Regions from separate parts of the Canis lupus genome. Here region 2 is linked to region 1. Evidence: chromatin contacts called from public Hi-C data. All regions are on one chromosome and are shown on one strand. Each heading gives the region's core, a stretch centred on a gene start, on an enhancer-like site or on the middle of the called end of the contact. The rest is flanking DNA. Distances are from core to core; before and after follow the strand shown. Region 1 holds the start of N4BP1 (NEDD4-binding protein 1). Region 2 overlaps N4BP1 (NEDD4-binding protein 1).

Region 1 (5,013 bases), core at 1,885-4,384:
TGCCCTGGGGGAAAGTGAGGGAGAGGCAGATGGAAACCGGGATGCGTTCCTCTATACTTGGCCCTGCTAGGGAATAAGATAGGAATCCACCCCCCACCTCCATGAAAATGTCAGAAGGGGAAATAAGTGATTTCCTCAACACTGTTTCACGGGGTTCTTATGGATATCAGAGAAAAAAATAGGTAAAGGGTTTGGAACATAGAGATTCCATAAAGGTCTCATCCTTGGCATCAACTGTCCTGGGCTGGTGAGACTAGCCAAGATAGGCAAAGCTGGTCAAACAAGGAAAGTTGTGGTTCAGAAACTGCAGGAATCAAGGGAGTTTCTTAAAAAGGGGATTTCTCTCTCTCCCTCTCTCCTACTTCCCTACACTCAGGAAACCTTGAGAGTTCCCTAAAGGGAAATGCTGGCCAGATATGAACTGACAATTCTTTTAAATAGAGGGAAAAACCCAACAGCTCTATGTCCGGTGACACACCAATCCAGTATCTTGTGAACACAGTATAATGGCCCAACTTTCTTTTATGGTTGTGTGTATGCACTACTTTTGTTGGTATTGGGTGGGTTTTTGTTGGGGGGTGGTGGTGGGGAAGGAGCTGTAGTGTGCTTTTTCACAGCAGCATCTCCTCACCCTTTACAATTAAGCAATTAAGACTCACTGGCCAGGAAGTCACTGGGAGCAAACAGGAAAGCCCTGGGGAAAGCCTTGTCCAATCACAGAACAATAGCAATTCCATTTAAGGTGAGTGTGACAAGAAGACAGGAAATAACACGTTGACTCTAGCTCTGAGTAAAATCTATCAGCAAGGCCATGCTCACCACCTGTCCTGTCTCAGTCAATCTCAGGTCACCTACCTGATGGAGGAAGACTGCTGGTTGTGTAGACACCAAGGGAAAAGCCCAGGAGAACAGGAAGTTGTTGGTCTGTGAGCCTAATGGTTCTCTTCCCTGTGCTGAGTCATCTCTCATTGGGGCACCCGGGAAACACACCTGCCTAAATTTCTAAGGCAAATGGAAAACCCCAGCAGCCAGGATCCCTGAGAAGATTTACCTGGGTAATCCCTCTGACCAAGACCATTCACTTTTGGCATTTCCAACTGTAACATCTTTAGATCCCCTTCTTTCTCCTCAAGGGGAAATCTACACAGATGGAGGGGGCTTCCAGGCCCACAAGTTCAACATGGTTGTATAATCCATACAAAGTTTTTCCATGAAAATAGAACCTCAAATGCATTGCTAATCTACCAAAGAGTAATAGCTAATACTTAGTGATCACTCACTGTGTCCAGGTACTGTAGTTATTTTCACAACAGGAGGTACTATTTTTGCCCACATTTCACAGATGAGGAATTAAGACACAGAGAAGTTAAGTAATATTCTCATGATCCTTATCTACCTGCTACATCCACAACGTTTAGCCCAGAGAAAGGAAACCAACATTTTATCTTCTAAAATCTCTTTTTATGGACTCAGAGAATGTAAGATCTGGAAAAGCCTTTAAAGATAACTGAGAACACCCCATGGATTTATAGATGAGAAAACAGAGCTGGGGAGGGCTTGGGGTGTATTTATTAAAGCCCCACAGTAAAAGGGATGCGCCCCTAATCTCCCACTTTTTGCACCTCTATTATAACACATACCCATCCTTCCCTCCCAGAAGAAATCACTCTCCTGATTTTTTTTAATCATTTCTTTCCTCCTCAATTCCCCATACTTATTATTCCCATTTTCTTCTCCTCTTGTTACCATTTTTATTCAAAGAACAACAAGAAAGAAAAAGAAGGAACAGAACAGAAAGGAAGAAGATGGGTAGGGAGAGAGAAAGAAAGGGAGGGTGAGAGGGATGGAGAGAGGGAGGGAGGGAGGGAGGAAGGAAGGAAGGTCATCTACCTATCAATTACTGAGAAGCTGGAAGGTCAGGAGAAAGGGTGGAAGGAATGAAGGGAAGGAGGGAGGGGAAAGTAGGGAGGGAGGAAGGAAGGAGGGAGGGGGAAGGGAGGAAGAGGGGGAGTAAGGAAGGAAGATCATCTGAGAAGCTGGAAGGGATGCAGAAAGGGTGGCAGGAAGAGAAGGAAGGAAGGAAGGAGGAAAGAAGAAGGAAGGAAGGAAGGAGGAAGAAGGAAGGAAGGAAGGAGGAAGGAGAAGTGAAGGTAAGGCAGTCAACTTAATGAGGCAGAGGAAGAATACGGAAGGAGCGTAAGGAAGGAAGGAAGGAGTAGTAATTACGTAAGGACCCTGGATGATGCCAACTTCTCCTCAGGAAGAAGGATTGACCTCCATACTTCCTCCTTATTCCTAATTCCGCAAAAGTCCTCCCTCCTCCTGCATTACTTCCTGCCTCTTTCCTGTTGAAGGAAGGAAGGAAGGAAGGAAGGAAGGAGGAAGGAGGAAGGAAGGAGGAAGGAAGGAAGGAAGGAAGGAAGGAAGGAAGGAAGGAGAAGGAAGAAGGCAGGCAGGCAGGCGGGCGGGCAGAGGGAGGGTGGGAAGGAGGGGTACCATCTGCCTATCAATTACTGAGAAGCGGGAAAGCTCAATTGCTAGAGCGCTAGTTTGGGCTTCAAGATGTCTGAAGACAAACCCAAATCCCTTGTGACCCTGGGTCAGTCCCGTCAACTGGGTCATAGCCTCAAATCCCCCATCTGTAAAACCACAGATTCACCATCCATCAAGTCACCCAAAAGGGTTGTGCCCTCACCCAAGAAGGCCGCCCAGGCCCCTCTCCGGAGCCGTCGCCTTGCCCTCAACCAACATGGCCACTGCGCGTGACGTCGAGTTCCGTCGCCCCCGCCCTCCGCCTTTCCCTGGGGGGCGGCGAGCATCAATGACGGCGGCGGGCTGGGCGCATGCGCGGCGGCGGGGCCCGGCCCGCGGCGGCGGCGGCGGCGGCGGCGGCGGCGGCGGCGAAGGGGCGGAGGGGTTCTCCGCCCGCAGTTGCCAAGCCGCGGCGGCCGAGCCGGGATGGTGTAGCTGGGCCTGCGGGCGGGCGGCGGGGCGCGGGCGCGGGCGCGGGCGGGGGCGAGGCTAGGCGGCCGCGAGGGCCGACGCCGCCGGACGGGCTCGGGTGCAGCGGCGGCACGCTGAGGGGGCGTCGCCGCCGCCGGCCCCCGGCGCCGCCGCGGGAGGCCGCGCCCGCCATGGCGGCCCGGGCGGTGCTGGACGAGTTCACCGCGCCCGCGGAGAAGGCGGCGCTGCTGGAGCGGAGCCGCGGCCGCATCGAGGGCCTGTTCGGCGTGAGCCTGGCGGTGCTCGGCGCGCTCGGGGCCGAGGAGCCGCTGCCCGCGCGCATCTGGCTGCAGCTCCGCGGGGCGCAGGAGGCGGTGCACAGCGCCAAGGTGAGTCCCGCCGCCCGCCTGCCCTCCGTGCGGGGACGCAGCGAGGCGCCGCGGCTGCGAGCGCATCTCCGGAGCCCGCCGACCTGCGTGCCCGCCCTCGAGCCGTGCGACCTTGGGCTGGCGGCTCAGCCCCCGGGCGCCTCAGTTTCCCCGTTTGCGAAGCGGCGCTGACGCAAGCGCGTCGGTCGGAGGGCGTCGCGGCGACCGCGGTGGGTGCTGTTGAGCGCGGAGCGCGGAGCGCAGAGCCCGGGGCCGGCCCGCGGGGTGTTGCGCAGGGCCTGCGCGCTCGCGGCCTGCAGCCGCCTCGGCCCCCTTTCTCTCCCCGGGCCTCCGGGACCCACGGGGCTTCTGAGCCCTTCTGGGATTTCGGGCCCCTTTGACAATCCGACAAAAAAAAAAAAAAAAAAAAAAAGGCCGACCATCCATCCTAGTAGTGAAATGCACAGCGTACCATCATCCAGAAGAGATGGGGATGTTTAACAACAGTGTTGGAAAAAGAGCGTTATTCTTTGTGTTGATGTTGTTGGTCACAGAGCGTCAGGCGTTATGCTAAACCCTACACGAGGGTTATCTAACGCAGGTCTTAAAAAAAAAAAATCCGGGGCGGTGCATTTTTATTATTTTTCCTCTCTCTAAATTAAACAGCTGGGGAAACTGAAACTCTGCAAGTGGTGACTCACCTCTCAAAATCAGCATTTCAGCCTTAAACCTACGCAACACCTTCAACTACTCCCCTTCTTCCCCGAACCAAGACACAGTAACAAAGCATCTCTCTCCTCCCCCCCCCTTCTCCTCCCTTCCAGGTTTCTCCAGGTTTTCCTGTCTAGTCCGTGGGGGAGCCAAGACTCAGACTTAGGGCCCTTGTTCTTGATACCTGTCTTCCCAAATGATGAACCCTCTGGCTGGGAAGAAAATGGTCCTTTTTGTGGCATCCTACTTCAGAAATTTCAACAGTGTCCTTGGAGAATTGGATGTTCTGTGATTCCTGAGTATCTTAGACTTAAAAAAAAAGAAAAAAAAGAGCCTGGGTGCTTGTTTTAGTATCTTTGGAAGAGATAGGGCAGTTACCTGTGATTCTTCTCCGCAGCGTAACTCAAAACATTGTAGATGTTGAATCACATTTGCTTTCCTGTGCTTAATTTGTTCCCCGACTTTTCATTTTTGTAAAGTGTTTTAATTTTCTAAAGTAGCCCTATGCATCCAGCGTGGGGCTTGAACTCATGACTCTCAGATCAGGAGTCACATGCTTGTGGACTGAGCCAGCCAGGCACCCCCTAACTTAATTTTTAACTTCTTCCCAGGCCCCTCATTCTTTTTTCCCCAGCGACTGACTTTCTTCCCCAGAGCTAAAAGGTTGGCCCGTGACTAAGCTCTGTTAATATTTCTGAAAATCTCTTAGATGCACTCATTCGCTCATTCTTCTCTTTTTCGTTGCCTCTGCTGCAATTGAGACCTTCATCCTTGGTATGTGCCCCTCCCTTAGTTCACTGCCCTCACTCCATTCCTTCCTCCCTCCCGTTCTCCCTCCCTCTGGTATAACTTGCATTAAACTGATCCTCCCACAGAAAATCTTTTTCCTGCCTTGGGACCTACTAGGACCTCCTGTTGCCTGTCTCATTCACTCTAAACTCCTCCTCTGGAGATTTACAGAACATTAACCTAATCTAGTCCCACCTTATTT
Region 2 (5,370 bases), core at 2,570-5,069, 37 kb after region 1:
CTGCCCAGTCTGGTTCCATTACTGCCTGTGAGTTTTTATTAAGTATCTGTTGCTCATCTCCTCTCTGCTTGGGACACTCTTCCTTCCAGTTTACTGCCTGCTGTAATATGGAAAACAACCAGATGATGTAACTTGTTTCCAACTATATGGAACAGGAGCTTAAATCTCCCTTGAGAGCCTGCACACACCTGGCCTTTTAGGCCTAATATGTGTTCATTCTGCATTTGGAGCTGAAAGCCCCAGAGCTTTGGCCTTCTCAGAAGTAGAGGAGGAGTTAAGGTACATAAACCCTTTGTCTCTGAGTCTAAATAGACAGTTGGTTTGAGTCTCCCTGTCAGCGAGCTCCTCTGGCTTGACCGCAGGGAGGCAAGGAGGCACATTTCTGCCTAGCCAAGATGTGAAGGATTTGAAGTGGGAAATAGCAGGACCTTGTATTATTCGGAGGACTTAATTTGACTCCATTTGATTTTCTTGTGTAGGAATCTGTGTGTTTTCCACTGGAATTTTGAATTGCTGTTTTTATTCCTAAGAAACGGCTCTCAGGATTTTTCAGGGTATCCAAAGTGATTTGATCTTATCACTGAGAATAATGCTTGTGGAAATTAGTAGAGAGCTAATGTTTCTAGAAACACCATTTCTTCCCCTTCTAAGCTTGAGTGCGTTGCAGGGCAGCAAGATTGGCTTCTACTTACATTTCCCTTTGTTTTCCTTTGTGACCCACGGGGACAGAGCTAGGTTCTGTCCACTTTCTACTGTTGTAATCAAAAGAAGCTTTAGAGGGACAGAAAAAGTTAGTACACGTTTATATCTGTCTGATGAATAAGCCAAACTTCACAAGCGTTTTTAATGCAATTTTCTTGAGGATTGTTCTTTTCAGGATTTAACTAGCATACATGTCCCTTGACTTTTCTAATGACGAGTAGCCTGTTGTATTTTGGATTTTTATGTTCAGGCTGTGTTGATATGAACTCTGGATGTGTTCTCACTTTTAAGCAATTACAATGATTTTTAAAGATTTTTTTTTTTTATTTTTTTTTTTTTTTTTTACGATGAGGCCTAAGAAAACTACCTCCAGCCTTTCTCCAGTAACAGACGTCCTGTTGCTACATTCTTGCCATATTTTGAATGTTTTTAGATAAACATACCACTACTGAGTTACCTCATCAAGAATGGATTTTCTAGCATATGTTTTTTGGGGCAAAGCTGTGCAGTCTCTTGTTTGTGGCTCACTGAGGAGAGAGTAGGCTTTAGTCTCTTAAAGGAGGAGTTCCTGAGCTACTCTTCTGAGTGTTAGAAGTTTAGTGCATGTCCAGCTCATTCCTCCTCCATGAAAATATAGATTTAGGTGGAGCCAGTCCCATTGTAGGGTGCTAGAAAGGACACTGGTCCAGAAGTACGGAAGCCTGAGTAATTCCAGTGCACCCACCCTGTGATTGCAGCACTCCTGGGAAAGTCGCTCTGCCTCTCGGGGCTTTCATTTTTTTTTAGCTAACAGGAATCTAACTGTTCTGTCTCCTCCTAAATTCTGTCATTCTGGGGCACAGTACAGGATAGCAAAACAGGAAAAAGGAGGGATGATTGAAGGCCTGTTTCTAGGGATGGCTTCATAGAAGAGGGTCTGGAATTGAGTCCCAAAGGCACTGGAAGAAGGTATAAGAGAAGGTCTACAAAGCAGTGAAACGAAAGCCCACTGCCCAGGAAGAGGGAGGTGGTAAGCCCACCCAGACAGAAATGAGTGTGGCTGGATCCCTCCTGACTAGTCAGATGTGGAGGGGAACTTGAAGCACTGCCCTGGGTTTGTCCAGAGGGATAGTGCCATTGAAGACTCTGAGCAGGATCAGAGGCATCAGGGCTGCGTTTTGGGGTCTAACTGGGGTTTGAGGACGGATTGGGTTTAGTGGGGCTGACTTGAGACACGTGCAGGAGCTGGTGGGACTTTTAAGTGAAGAAATTCTCCACCAAGTGGTTTTGATGTGGAGACACTAGACATAAAGAGAAGACAGGACTGAAGGTGCAGGATTTCCTGTCACTGGAGTATAAGTGACTGTGGAAATAGTGAAGATAGATTATGCTCATTTTATAAACTGTAGCTTTATAGTTTGGGGTTTTGATTCTTTTTCTCTCTAATATCCATTAGGTAAATGGATTACTGCCTACAAAATTTCAAACTTTGAAAACCAGCTTTTTAAAAAAATCTCCATTTTTATTAACTGCTAGAGAATACAATTTAAAGATTTTTTTGTTTGTTTCTTTTGAAATTTGTTACCACATTTTTGGGTGGGACCAGTTTGTAATCCACTGTATCAGGGGTTGCGAACTGTGGGCCAAATCTGGCCACCACCTGTTTTTGTAAATAAAGAAACACAGCCACCCTCATTCATTTCCAGTTGGTGGACTTGAGTGATGCAGCAGAGACCAGATGGCCTGCAAGGGCCCTCTCCAGAAAATCGTATCCTGACTTACATTCTATACTGTCCCTGTTAGTTTCATTGTAATCATGCCCTCAACTTCCTTATCTCCCTAGAAGCGGTAAACTGAGTAGGTTTCACAGTTGCCTAGAAAGTGTATGGAACCTTGGAGCCAGAGGCATCTGTAGCCTTTAGAAGTTGTGAGTCCCGTATCATGGAAGAGTCATCATGTCTACTTCTGCTTCAGCAACAAGTTTCTTAATAAAATGTATAAAATATTCTTAGAGGCCAATGACTAGGCCAGGACTCTTTGGAATGGGCTCTCTAAAAAAAAAACAAAATAAAAAATGTAATAAACAAGTATTATCATGAAGCTAAAACTGCCTTCTATACCAATAGCACATTCAATTAAATTAGCAAAATACAAGAAAAATCATAAAGCTGTTAATCACATGTCATGCAAAGGATTCCATCTGGCTTTGCAAAGTCATAAACTATGCAGCTTGATGCCAAAGAGTGTAAAAGTATTTGCAATTGTTTTTGTTGTATGTGGAGTTTACCATTTCACTTTTTCATGGTGAAACTTAACATACTTTAAGCTGAAATAAATTTTGTTTTCTTATAGCCATGGTCTGAAAAAGTTCTTTTCTTGTCGTGGAATTGCAATTGCAGTTGAATATTTTTGGAAGCTTGGCAACAGAAATATCACTGTATTTGTCCCACAGTGGAGAACAAGGCGTGATCCTAATGTCACAGGTGAGGCAAAAACTGATCCTTCCAAATTTCTCCCTTTCTAGATGTTAATGAGTTGGCTTATAATTGCAACACATTCTTCTTAGAGTCACAGCTTTAAAAGTAAAATGGTACTCTGTTGGTCCCAGTAGAACAATAGTGCGTTAAAGCCTAAGAAGTACTTGGGGGAAGGATGGAAAGTTAACATAGTTGTTTATATGGAAAGTTATGTTAGAGTTCATTATACATCACAAAAATTTTCCTGACTTTCTAAAAAGTAGGTTAAATTTGTCTTTGTTAGTCTGGGCTTTTGCCTCATTAAATAGTCCTTTCTAAAATGGTCACTTGATAAATTTGGGAACTCCCATATACAGTGTTTTTTGAACAGTGTGTTTAATAGCTTAATATGAGTTATGTCTTTTAATCGTGTGGTGGTACTCCATGGTTGATTGCAGGCCACACACGAGAGCTTTGAACTTGGTGAATCGTGCAGTATTCCAGAGAAACCTTAGGTTGTTTCTCAGGTCACAGAAGAGTGGTGAGACTATGTCAGGCAGCTTAACATGGCAGTGAGCCTAGACACAAAAGGTAGATTAGGAGGAGGAAGGGTGAATACAGAGCTCACCCAGCATTTAAACAGGAAGTGAAACTTAGTCACTGTTGAGGTGGAAATGGTAAGACCACACATTTCTCAAGTATCCCAACTTCCCTCATTTTGGGGAGCAGATCAGTCTTAACTGAGGGTGCTTGAGGACTGAGGCAGAGCCACTAATTTTTGCAGTAGGATCCATGAGAGGGTCTTGTGAGCCCTCCTGTGCTCTGCATGTCTAGGACAATAAAACTGTTTCAGTCTAAGCCAACAGTGAGTACCATTGCTGGGGTGCGGGTGAGGGCCACCACACCCTGAGCTTTTAGCTGCTTTTTGCCCATTGACTGGTTTTCTACAGTTTGGCTTTGGCCCTCATTTCTTTGTCATGACCCACTCCCATGAAAATCAGCAAAGCTTCCTGCACATGACAGAGAGGTTGAATTCAGTGCCAGCCAGAGGGATATTTTGACAGACTCTTGGGGTGGGACAGAGCCTCTTGTCCCTGCACTCCCTCTGCTTCCGGTCCTGTTTCCTGTCCCATCCCCACCTTCTCTCTGGGACTTGTGTCTTCAGTCCCTGTCCTGCTGCTTGTGATGTTGCTGTGAAAAAGCTATTGATGGTAGGGTTCATTAAATACAGGTTTATGGTTTACTCTTAATTTAAGGAACAGATGAGTTTAAAAAACAGCTAAGGTCAATTTTTACATTCTTTTTGCCTTAGTGTGTGTTGCTTAATTTTTTTTTCCTTCCTAGTGTGTTAGTAAAAGTGAGTCTTTTTGAGTTAGGAAGGAAAAGGTTTTCATAACTCTCCAAGTGAAACATTTGGGGATACTTTCATTTATTTAAACATCTGGGAAGATAGCCTTTTTCTGAATGTGTATTCAACTTATTCTGTAAACAGAACAGCACTTCTTAACCCAGCTACAGGAGCTCGGAATATTATCTTTAACTCCTGCCCGGATGGTCTTTGGAGAAAGAATTGCTTCTCATGACGACAGGTATGACAGGCTGTTTTCTTTCCTGAAGTGGTGGGGAGCGGGGTGGTGAGGAGCCTACCGCCTGCTCCACTGGCCAGTTCGTGATGCTCCTGGACCCACATGCATAAAGGACTTAATAGATCAAGGGGTTTGAGAATTTTAATATTTATGGACATTAAGGTTATATACTCAGTGAGTTACTTTTATTTTTTTAATTTTTTTTTTCTGGGTTTAAGAACATTACCTAAAGTCTGTTAGAATGTTTGTTTGTTATTTGTTTCTTAAATAAAACATGATCGAGAATCCATAAGTAAAAGCGGACATTGAGTTCTCTTTTTTGATGCATACTAAAAGTGATGTTTGAGTAAAGTTTGTCTTGTCTGAGTGTGGCAGCCTCACGGATGCTTTTCAAACATTATCTATCTTCTCTAGGTTGATTTTGGCCAGACTTAGTTTGTCATTGTCATACCTAAGCCCTCAGTATTTCTTCCATGTAATGAAAGATGGTGTCAGCTGACCCAAAGCATGATCAGAGTAAGCTGCATTTCTGAGGTTGGAGTGTCACTCAGAAAGCAAGTGTTAGTGCATTGGAGACAATAAGCTTTAATCTGCACCTTTTACATTTTCTTCTAAAAGCTTTGCTGAGCACGAAGTGCAGTGCCCAG

Evidence for each region. A called contact is a pair of places that touch in the nucleus more often than the background predicts.
Region 2: a Hi-C map of blood shows a contact between it and region 1, with 3 times the contacts expected there. The contact joins the enhancer-like site here to the promoter of N4BP1 in region 1. A contact is called at or near these places in 4 of 9 Hi-C or Micro-C datasets (amygdala, blood and liver).

Annotation. Positions count from the first base shown.
Region 1 is chr2:65,796,863-65,801,875 of UU_Cfam_GSD_1.0, forward strand. N4BP1 (NEDD4-binding protein 1) reads left to right here and starts at 3,135. Exons shown (of 7, transcript XM_038531101.1): 1 at 3,135-3,332. The coding sequence starts at 3,135.
Region 2 is chr2:65,833,517-65,838,886 of UU_Cfam_GSD_1.0, forward strand. N4BP1 (NEDD4-binding protein 1) reads left to right here. Exons shown (of 7, transcript XM_038531101.1): 3 at 3,034-3,164; 4 at 4,630-4,726. Among named protein-coding and RNA genes, the nearest start is that of N4BP1, 36 kb to the left of the region's middle. Within about 2 kb of position 3,820, at least 2 of the 20 cell types and tissues checked have an H3K27ac peak or open chromatin away from gene starts, as enhancers often do. A contact at or near this core is called in blood, where this site is marked.